Linked DNA regions of Oryctolagus cuniculus: region 1 is linked to region 2. The links are chromatin contacts, called in public Micro-C maps. All regions are on one chromosome and are shown on one strand. Each heading gives the region's core, a stretch centred on a gene start, on an enhancer-like site or on the middle of the called end of the contact. The rest is flanking DNA. Distances are from core to core; before and after follow the strand shown.

What was found. A called contact is a pair of places that touch in the nucleus more often than the background predicts.
Region 1: a Micro-C map of ear pinna shows a contact between it and region 2, with 5 times the contacts expected there. The contact joins two enhancer-like sites. A contact is called at or near these places in 3 of 6 Hi-C or Micro-C datasets (ear pinna, psoas muscle and an unstated tissue).

The regions. Positions count from the first base shown.
Region 1 is chr2:78,045,101-78,050,747 of mOryCun1.1, reverse strand. No RefSeq gene overlaps it. Among named protein-coding and RNA genes, the nearest start is that of LONRF1, 57 kb to the right of the region's middle. Within about 2 kb of position 2,252, at least 1 of the 8 cell types and tissues checked has an H3K27ac peak or open chromatin away from gene starts, as enhancers often do. A contact at or near this core is called in ear pinna, where this site is marked.
Region 2 is chr2:77,903,469-77,909,007 of mOryCun1.1, reverse strand. No RefSeq gene overlaps it. Among named protein-coding and RNA genes, the nearest start is that of LONRF1, 84 kb to the left of the region's middle. Within about 2 kb of position 3,312, at least 2 of the 8 cell types and tissues checked have an H3K27ac peak or open chromatin away from gene starts, as enhancers often do. A contact at or near this core is called in ear pinna, where this site is marked.

The DNA.
Region 1 (5,647 bases), core at 1,003-3,502, 140 kb before region 2:
TATTTAAGCAGTTGTGGGGCCGGCGATGTGGCTTAGCAGGTAAGGCCGCCGTCTGCAGTGCCAGCATCCCATATGGGCACGAGTTCGAGACCTGGCTGCTCCACTTCTGATCCAGCTTTCTGCTATGGCCTGGAGAAGCAGTAGAAGATGGCCCAAGTGCTTGGGCCCCTGCACCCACGTGAGAGACACAGAGGAGGCTCCTGGCTCCTGGCTTCAGATCCGCACAGCTCCGGCCATTGAGGCTAACTGGGGAGTGAACCAACAGATTGAAGACCTCTCTCTCTCTCTCTCTCTCTCTCTCTCTCTCCTCTCTCCCCTGCCCACTCTCCCTCTCCCTCTCTGCCTCTCCTTCTCTCTGTGTAACTCTGACTTTCAAATAAATAAGTAAAATCTTAAAAAAAAAGTTATTGTTTTGAACATTCCATGTGCTAAGGTTTGTCCCCAGAGTTCATACACTGGGTTTGGTCCCTGGTGTGGAACCTTGAGGAGGTGGAGACTGGGAAAGACTGTGTGGAGGCTGTGTTAGTGGGACAGTGCCCTTGGAAGGGATTCATGCTGGTCTCTCAGAGTAAGTTAGTTCTCCCGAGAGTGTTTTTCAGGCACTGAGGCCACCCATGCCCTTGGCTGCTTCAGTACAGGGTTGTTCCTCTTCCTTTAATCTGTCCTATTGTGACATCACTAAGGGGGCTCCCATTAGAGGCTGAACCAATGGGACCACTCCGTCTTGGACTTCAGACTCCCAAACTACAAACAAAACTAATCTCTTTTCTTTATAAGTACCCAGCTTCAGGTATTCTGTTTATTTTGTGACAGAAACAGGAAACAAACTAAAATACCATCACTCACAGCCAAACCTAACCCACGGTCAGCAGGACAAAAACAGTGAATCCTAAAAAGAAGAAGCAACGAGTGTAATCTTAGGAAAATGCCACGGCCGGCACTGCGGCTCAATAGGCTAATCCTCCCCCTGCGGCACCGGCACCCCAGGTTCTAGTCCCGGTTAGGGCGCCGGTTCTGTCCCGGTCACTCCTCTTCCAGTCCAGCTCTCTGCTGTGGCCCGGGAGGCCAGTGGAGGATGGCCCAAGTGCTTGGGCCCTGCACCCACATGGGAGACCAGGAGAAGCACCTGGCTCCTGGCTTCGGATCAGCGCGGTGCACCAGCCGCAGCAGCCATTGGGAGGTGAACCAACGGAAAAGGAAGACCTTTCTCTGTCTCTCTCTCTCTCACTGTCTAACTCTGCCTGTCAAAAAAAAAAAAATGCTGTGAAAAAACACTGCATTAGTCTACTGCTCTTGAAAATGTAAACTTATTTTTGTGACTTTCTAGAGAGAAATCCTCTCTTTGCCTCACCGTAGGGTTCTGGGTTGTTGTAGATAGTTGAGAAGCCCTGAAGCACAAGGATGCTTTTGCTGGATTTTAGTTGCACAGCACTGTGTCTAAAGTATGTGTGCAGGTGGAGTGTGTGTCCTGAGCGAGACACAGCAGGGACCCTGGTTTGCACACACAGCCGGCTTATCTCATGAGACTCTATGATCAAACTCTTCACAGATTCTCAAATCAGAGCTGAAAATCACCTCTTCACCCAAAGCAAGGTTTTGCATCATTAATAAGATATGGGGATGGATTCCAAGACCTGCTTAGCATAAGGAACTATTCAAGCGAAGGAATGAGATGATGAATAGTTATAAATAGTACGGAGATGAGTCACACGAGTGTGACCCATTCCCACTGGGATTAGTACTGTTCCTATGTGAAATATTCATGCAGTTGCTTTCCATTTAAACAACAACAGCTTTACAAAGTGCTGTGAAGTTATTTTGGGAATTGTCTATCATTTGACCATTGATCAGTTGGGGTTTTCCTATATGTTATGCCCCTTTGTGTTTTTTCTAAATCAAGGATTCTAGCGAAATTAATTCTGCTGCATCTCATTGTCGTTCCTCATCACTCGTCATTCTCAAAGGCCTATCAACATCCTCTGTTACATATTGCCAAGTGTTGGGCCTCACGGTTTACACGAATCATCTCTCACTGATAATTGCTGGGGAGGCTCCTGGTTTAGTGACTCGCCGGGGTTCCTGGAGATTTATTGGCTCTGAGCTAATTAAATTGTTGCCTGCTGCTTTTGAGAGTCTGCCATAAAATCATGCTGTCCCTAACACAGCCCTTGTGCTGGGGGCTTGAGCTGGATTGCCACACAGACATTTCTCCTCAGTGCTTGCCTGGGCTGGGGTGAGAGGCAGTGAGAATGGGGAGGTCTCCTAGAGGCTGAGGACGCCCACACAAACACATCAGCATGCGGCTTCTTTTCCTTTGTGTTGTTCTTTTTATTTGGGGTTTTGATTTTCTTCCATTTTGGAACGATGCGTAAGCTGGCTACGTTTCTCTTCCAGACTTTCTCTTTGAATCAAAGCTCCTTTTGGCAGGCATCCTGATTTCTTTTAATACATAACTTTTAGGGAAAAATTATGAAACCATGTATTTTGCTTCAGAATTGTGAATACATTTGTCTTTTTGGTTACTTTTGCCAAAAAAAAATCACAATATGGCTGAAGAAGCTACAGTAGAACTAATTGCAACTTACGGTCAAATGGAGTCTGATACCCACCTTGCATTAGGTTTCTCAGGATTAGAACTGATCAAGAATCCAAGTTGCAACTTGGAGTCGAATTCCCTTTCTCTGACACCCACCAGGGCTGTGGCCTTATTGTCAGTTGTGAATCTCTTTCTCTCCTCTGCCTCAGTTTCCCTCTCTAGAAAATGGTCATGATATGTGTACTGCCCTATAGAATTACGGTGAAGATGAGGGGACACCATAGGTACAGCCTCAAGAGTGACAGGCCGGTGTTGGCTGGCACTGTGAATTTTAAAGTTTACCATCATAATTACGGTGGCAAAGCTCTCACATTTGTGCTGGCCTCTACGAAGCCTTCACAGCTATCATCTCGTCTGAACTCAGGCAAATGTCATTAACCTCATTTCTTTTACTATTTCAGTATTTTGTTCTAGAGATAAGGAAACTGAGATTATAGAGGTTAAGAATTTTTCTCAAATGACTAGCAAGAGATAAAAGCCAAGACTCACATCAAACCTGGATTCATGCCATCATGGCCAGAGCTGAGCTAATCAGAAGCCAGGAGCCAGGAGCTCCTTCTGGGTCTCCCACATGGGTGCAGGGGCCCAGGGACTTGGGCCATCTTCCACTGCTTTCCCAGGACATAGCAGAGAGCTGGATTGGAAGTGGAGCAGCCGGGTCTCAAACCAGCGCCCATATGGGATGCCGGTGCTGCAGGAGGCGGCTTTACCTGCTACGCCACAGCGCCAGCCCCAGTTATGTTTTTAAACCAGAGAATTCTTGTATGTATAGTTGTCCTACGAGAGGAATTCCAACATGAGAAGTAGCTCATCCCTTGAATCCAAGTGAGACGAGTTCAAAGCTGTCACAGGCAGCGAGAGCACTGGGGCTCCTGCAGTTGTCTTCACACGCAGGCAGAGGGCCTGGTGTACAGCGACTTTTGGCCCCCTCTGCATTCACCGTCTACGTTTTTTGAGTGTTTAGCAAGTAAATATCCGTGCCATTTCCTCCCTGCCTTTCGCGACCCAGAGCTGGCTCCATACCCTGACCCAGATGTGAGCCCAGGTGCACGCGAACTTCAGCCTTCCTCACATTCAAATCCCAGCTCCTCTCTTTCACAGGAGTTCAGGTCTCTCCCGCAATAGTATGCCATCAACACTAAGCTACTTTTCTTGTGTGTTTCTCAGGCAAAAACAGTCCCATCTTAAAAAAAAAATATGGCGTGGTTTAAAAATGTATGAGTTCACTTTGTTGAATGAGTTAAGGTTCACTTGATTGTAAATAAGAATATAAATCAAGCTAAGGTAAGCAGATTAAGAAATGTATTGATGTTGTACTTTATTTTCTCTTTCCTTTGTTTTTCTTTTTTCGTCTTGAAGACACTGTGGTTTCCAATGGATCTCGAGTAAGAATGGGAACGGTCAAGACTTCTCAAAGGAAAATGCAGATGTCAGTGACATAGGCTCGAAGGATCACAGACGATTCCCACGGACGAGGAAGTCAGCGTGACCTGGAGCAGACCATCCCAGGATGTCCGTGCTGTGACCTGTGGAGTGGGCGAGATCTGAACCCATTCTCCAGAGAGCAAGTCCAGTTGGGTCATTGACTCAAGAATCCAGAGGTCCTTTGTATATTACCATTTCCAATGTTCTTAAAAACATATTTATTATTGCACTTTTAAAAAAATCCCTTTTACCATTCAAAATAAGATATGGGTGGGAGTGAGTCAATAAATCATTTTAAAATTAATGGTGCCAGGAGCTGTATTTTCCATATCATCATGAAGATATAATCATTTTTAACATTTTTGTGTGCCCACTCTTTTTGTAACTCACAAAAATGTGAAGTATAGTTGTTACTCGATCATATTACAGTTGAGAGAACTGAGACATAAAATAATTCATCTGCCATTTCACATCTTGTAAATATTAGTAAGAATATTCATTCATGGTTCAGCCTCCAAAGGTAGCTTCAAAATGGTCTACTTCCAAGAATGTCTGCCTAACCTGCATCCCATTCAGAGTGCCCGGGTCTGAGGCCCACCTCCATTCTTGCTTCCACCTTCCTGCTCACATGTGCCCTGGGAGGTAGTTGGGTTCCTGTCACCCATGCAGACCTGGTTTGAGTTCCTGGCTCCTGGCTTTGTCCTGGCCAGATCCTGGCCACTGCTGGCACTTGGGGAGTAAACCCAAGATCAGAGTGTTCTCTGTCTTAAAAAAAAAAAAAAATTGCATCTATCTACATACATATGTACATAATGTTTTTATTACAAAAATAAGATAAAAACTTCCTAAGAAACATATGGCCATATGTAAAAGCACAATTTTTGTCCAAATGAGAAAAAAGTCTTTAAGGACACAAAAACTATCCAATTCCCTTCTGAAGCTGTAGCTGCTCAGGTGCAGCGTCCTGCAGCGCCATCTAGTGGCACCACTGAGACACAGATCCCGTGAGTGATTTTCTTAATTGGCAGTTACTCCCATTTTTAAGGAAGACAGATTAATTTGGGGTTTCCAGCTAAAAATCTGAGAGGTAGCAGGTGATGATTCAAGTGGTTGGGTACCTGCCTCCCATGTTGTACATTCTACTAGCAAAGTTTGAGGCGGCCCAAGCCCCTACAGGGTATTAATGATTTTTAAGTTGCTTTCTAATCTTTAGGTTAAAAATGGCCTCTTACTTTTATCTTAATTTGCACCCTCCTAACAAGTTACTGAGTTTGCACAGTTTTATCTACTCATCGTTTGTAGTTCTTGTGCTACAAATGGACCATTCCTATCCTTTGAACATCCCTATTGGCTGATCAATCCTTTCCATTCTTTTTTTTTTTTTTTTTTTTTTTTTACAGGCAGAGTGGACAGTGAGAAAGAGAGACAGAGAGAAAGGTCTTCCTTTGCTGTTGGTTCACCCTCCAATGGCCGCCCCAGCCGGCGCACTGCGCTGATCCGATGGCAGGAGCCAGGTGCTTCTCCTGGTCTCCGATGGGGTGCAGGGCCCAAGCACTTGGGCCATCCTCCACTGCACTCCCAGGCCACAGCAGAGAGCTGGACTGGAAGAGGGGCAACCGGGACAAA
Region 2 (5,539 bases), core at 2,063-4,562:
AAAGACTTTCTATTCAAATCATTGCTGAAGACAGAGTAAATTGTAAGGATAGAATTGCTCTAATGGTTAGAACACATTTTTGGGGGGAAGGCAGAGTTACAGAGAAAGGAGAGAGAGAGGGAGAGAGAGAGAGAGAGAGAGAGGTTTTCCATCTGCCAGCTCACTCCCCAGATGGCTGCAATGGCCAGGTCCTGGGCTACACTAAAACCAGGATCCCAGAACCCCATCCGGGTCTCCCATGTGGGTGGCAGGGGCCCAAGCACCTGGGCCATCTTCTGCTTCATTTCCAGGACTGTTGGCAGGGAGCTAGAAAGAAAATGGAGCAGCTGAGACTCAAACCAGCACTCACATGGGATATAGGCATCTCAGGCCACAGAATGACCTGCTGAGCCACAACACTGGCCACACTGGCCCCAGACATCCTCTTGACCTGTCTTTTGGGTGTGAAAGTAAGACTACTTTCTTCATCCTCCTGCTCAGAAGTCTGGATCACAGGAAAGAACTGAATTCAAACAGCTGACTTTCTGTTTAGTGAAATCCAGATATCTACAGCCAGTTGAGGAAAGAGGACAAAAGTTGAGATGCCTGAAATTTGTGGAGAAGTAGAGGGAAGGGGTTTTTAGAGTGAAAAGAAGTGTTTGGATTAAAAAAAAATCAGTCTTGTCTTCTATTCTGTTCTGTATTTATGCCCCTCATTTCCTCTTTTAGAAGTTTGTGGCAGGTTGGCACTGTGAGTAGTGGGTAAAGCCGCTGCCTGCAGTGCCAGCATCCCATATGGGTGCTGGTTCAAGTCCCGGCTGCTTCACTTCTGATCCAGCTCTTGGCCTGGGAAAGCAGTAGAAGACACTCCAAGTTCTGAGGCCCCTGCACCCATGTGGGAGACCCGGAAGAAGCTCCTGCCTCCTGGCTTTGGATCGGCACAGCTCCGGCCATTGCAGCCATCTGGGGAGTGAACCAGCAGATGGAAGACCTCTCTCTCTCTCTCTCTGCCTTTGCCTCTCTGTAACTCTACCTTTCAAATAAAATAAATAAATCTTAAAAAAAAAGCTTGTGGCAACAATGAATATCTGAGTGACATCTACGGGATTGAAGAAGCAGAAAAAGGTTTTGTGGGCGAATGCTAACCAGGTCCCTAATGAGCTGTTATCATTGCCATTTGTTCAGGAGCAGATCCGGCAGGTAGACCTTCAGTGATACCTCAACGTGGTGAAATGAATTTCTGCTTCTCTCTGGGCCCGCTGGTATTTCATCTTCATGTGGGTTCTGAGACAAGGGAATACTGAGCTCAGGAGCCACAGCTAGTTCTTCCACACACGCCCCACACCCAGAACCTTGCATCTTGTACATATGAAACTGACAATGTCTTTTGATTGAGCTGTCCAGATGCGTGGCACTAACTTTTCATGCATACGTTTTTCTTAGATGGACAGGGCTAAGTGGGAGGATTTAACCTTTTAGTCAGTCTCCTCCAGATCTCAGCTCTCCCTCCCCTTGCCAAACCTTTGAAGAGGGGTTTCCCTCTTTCAGAAAAGGAGACGATTTTTGGATGAAATTCCTTGTCATTCTTCCAAATGCAAATCGTGCTTGGGGTTTTAAATTAACTCTACTGAACACATGCTGGGATCAAAGTGGACGCTTCAGTCCCGCAGGACTCTCCGAGAACCTCCTTCTAGGAGAAGCTGCGTGCAGCCCTCTTGTCTCCTAGGCTCCAGTCTGCGGTGCCAGTGGGAGGCCTCAGGGCGTTAGCTTCTGTGGGTAAGGATGAAATGGCCTCTGGATGACCAAATTCTGGTTTGCGATCTGTGCCAGTGAGAAGAAGGTTCTTTTGATCTACAGCTGGAATCAATGTGTGTAACTGCTGATTTACGTGTCAACCCCTTGAGAGCTTTTGCTCCAAAAGATCACTCTTTAATAGGGGCCAGCAGCAAGGACTGGGCGTGGGGAGACAAGCATTGGAGTTGGCTGCCTCTCACCGCTGGGGCTGCTTGTATAGAGCCTCTCAAGCCACATTACTCTCTTAAAACTGAGTAACAAATTCATCACTAGGAAAACTAGTGCTATACATAAGGCTGCAGGGGGAAGGGTTACTGGATGTAAGCACAGAGAAAAATAACTCCAAATTTGTGTCTTGCTACATATATGATTAAAGCCAAAAGGTTCCAACTTCCGGAGAGTGGTTATCTCCGAGATGGCGGAAATGGTGGGATGTGGGTAGTTCTCTCACTGTATTTGTGATGTTTTTGTTCTCAAACACAGAATGCACCAGGTAAAATTGAGGCCTTGTTAGCCTAAGGTTAGTGGAGCGAAGAGGAGGGCAGGGTCAGCAGCCCTCTGCATTCAACCACAGGCTGAGTGATTGTGAAGATGGCCACACTGTTGGGCTGGCTTACGGACTTAGAAACATTGGATTTGTGCATATCCTTTTGTAACTTGTATTTTTCTCCATACCACTTGTTCTGGGATTCATTCTATTGATACATACTCATAATTAATTCAAGTGAACTGCTGTGTGGTACCCCACTTTAAGACCTAACAGTCATCTGCTCTATTTTTTTTTTAAGATTCATTTATTTGAAAGGTAGAGTTGCAGAAAGAGGTAGAGACAGAGAGAGAGAGAGGTCTTCCACCTGCTGGTTCACTCCCCAAAGGGCCACAATGACAGGGGCTAGGCCAGGACAAAGCCAGGAGCCAGGAGTTTCTTCTGGGTCTCCCATGTGGGGGCAGGGGCCCAAGCACTTGGGCCACCCTCCACTGCTTTTCCAGGTGCACAGCAGGGAGCTAGATCAGAAGTGGAGCAGTCGGGACTTGCACGCCGCCCATATGGGATGCTGGGGCTGTAGGCCGGGGCTTTAATCTGCTGTGTCCCGCTCTTATCCATGAGGGACACATTCCAAGACCCCAGGACCCTGAAACCTCACATAGTGTCAAACTCTGCGTGCTAAATTTATTGTTATACATGCAAACCAATAAGATTTCATTTATAAAGTAGGTACCGTAAGATATTAACAATAAAACAGAATAATGAGCTAAGCAACTCTAACAATATACTCTATGAAAAGTTGCTTAAAACTGATGGATTGTTTCTTTCTGGAATTTTCCATGTGACATTTCCAGATCTGGGTTGACCATGGGTAATTGAAACCACAGAGAGTGAAAGCCTGGATAAGGAGAACCACTGCGGGTCAGCTTCTGTTTTATTATGATCGCAAATAGTGCTGCTGTCAACATCTTTGGTCATGCTTCTGGGGTGAGATTTCTCAGCCTCAGCACTTATTGACATTCTGGATGGGATAATTCTTAGTCAGATCTGCCTCAGGCATTGTAGGGTGTTTAGCAATATCCTTGGCCTCTACCCACTAGATACCAGTAACACCTCACCCTCACTGCGGGGCAAGCAGACACCGTGAGCAAACACTGCCAAATGTCCTCTGGGGACAAAAGCACCCCGCGGAGCAGCACCGCTCCAGAGTTCATGCTTAGGGACAGAATCGCTGAAATGCTGAGTCCAGGCATCTTTGGCCTACCAGAGGCCGGCAAGCTGCTCTCTGAAGTCGTGCCAGTGTATGCTTCCAAAAAGAAATAAGGATTCTTATTGCACAACAGTATCAGCAATCCTTCAGGTTAACTTATGGATATCTACTGGTGAATCTTACTGCCTGGATTACTCGTTTAATTGCTGGCTTCTCATGAGGTTGAATTTAATGTTTATTCACCACTTGAGTTTCTTCCCATGTGAACTCCTATTCAGATACGTTCCCCTTGCTTAGGTTGTGCTTTGTGGCTTTTTTCTATATCACAGTGGGACTTTAAAAGTTATTGAATACAAACACAAATACAGCCACTCATTCCACAAATATTTTTTGCGCATTTATAAATCTTTTAGAAAAGAATTCATTGAGGGTGACATTTATTTTTTGAAATTTATCTGTTTTAAGAATTATTTTATTCATTTGAAAGCAGAGTAACAGAGAAAGAGGGAAAGAGAGAGGCAGAGACAGAGAGAGGGAGAGAGAAAAAGAGAGAGATAATAGCCCATCTGCTTGTTTACTCCCCAAATGGCTAAAACAGCTGGAGCTAAGCTAGACCAACACCAGGAACCTGGAATTCCATCCAGGCCACCCCCTTGGGTGGCAGGGGCCCAAGCACTTGGGTCATTTTCTGCTGCTTTCCCAGGGGCATCAGCAGGGAGCTGGATCAGAAGCAGAGAAGCCAGAACTTGAACTGGTGCTCAAGATTGGATGCCAGCATCTCACGCAGCAGCTTTCACCCACTGCACCAAAACACTGCCCCCTACTGTTTTGAAATTTATTTAAGATCTGAAAAGCAATTTCTAAATGATCGGCTTCTCCAGAAAGCTATTTAATGCATCATGTCTATCATGCTAAAACATGCATTAGACACAAATATAAAAAACACAGAACAAGCCACCATTCTTCAACATAAATGATAAAAGGCCTAAGGAGCTTCATGGGTGACTTGCAAAACATGGACTCTTTAAGCATCATTCATTTTGCACAAATGGATGAGTGTTCAGTTCCATAGGAATCAGACCTCGCCATATAGCTCCAACACAGAATATAAACAGGCATAGTGTCAAAATAGAGCCGCCAGTTCTCAAAAGCAGCCTTGTCAACTAGGCAATGAAACACCCTGCATTGTGCCAGTCTGTCGTCCATCATTGAATACACTGGTAGTAACTTCGGAATGGAAAAAAAAAACAAAAAAAAACAGGAGGTATAATTCCTTTTTGTTTCCTCTGTTTAAAATAGAAAACAAACATCATTTCTGTTATACACCAACATCTCGAAATTCACCATTTTTGTATCAGAGAAGAACTAGGAACCAAACACGTTAGTGAACGAAGATCCAAACGCGAGAACACTTTCTCACGGCACTCAGGAGGAGCTGCTCCGTCACAGCTGGCACTACACAAGACGAAGAAGTCTTTGCAGAGACTTTAGGACACTGTGAAGATCCTATAGCAAGGCTCTTCTCCAGATGTGACTGTGTCAGCCTGGCTCCAGGTCCCACACACAGTCTCAGCAGATGTGGCACCCCCAGCATCTGGGCTGTGGGTGCCTAAGGGTGATCTGCCAGGATTTAGCACCCTGTGGGCTCTCAGATGGGGGAGTAGCTGAGCACCTAACGTTCCATCCAAGTATTGTTCTATTCCGGCTGCAACTTCCCGAATAGCACACTCTTATCATCTGCGTTTCCTAGAGATTTCTTATAATTTGCATAAGTTTCTAGATCATCTGCAAATTGTGAATTTTAGCTCTTTGGGAATCTTTAAACTCCCACTCTGTTCGTGAATGCTCCTTCATTTTCAACAGTAGGATCTGTGGGTCCTTCTCTCCTGAGGAGCCAAGCTGTCTCCCTGATACCAACTCCGTCTCCACGTCCAGCTGTTTTCTGTTTCTCCTTTTTGATTTTCAATGTCTGCCTTTTGCTGTTGTAGATCAGACATCTTTCCCTGCTCCTGAGTGCTGTTTGAAGGTCTCACTGTTTCTGTAGGTTGGCGTCCACCTATCTGAGTCCT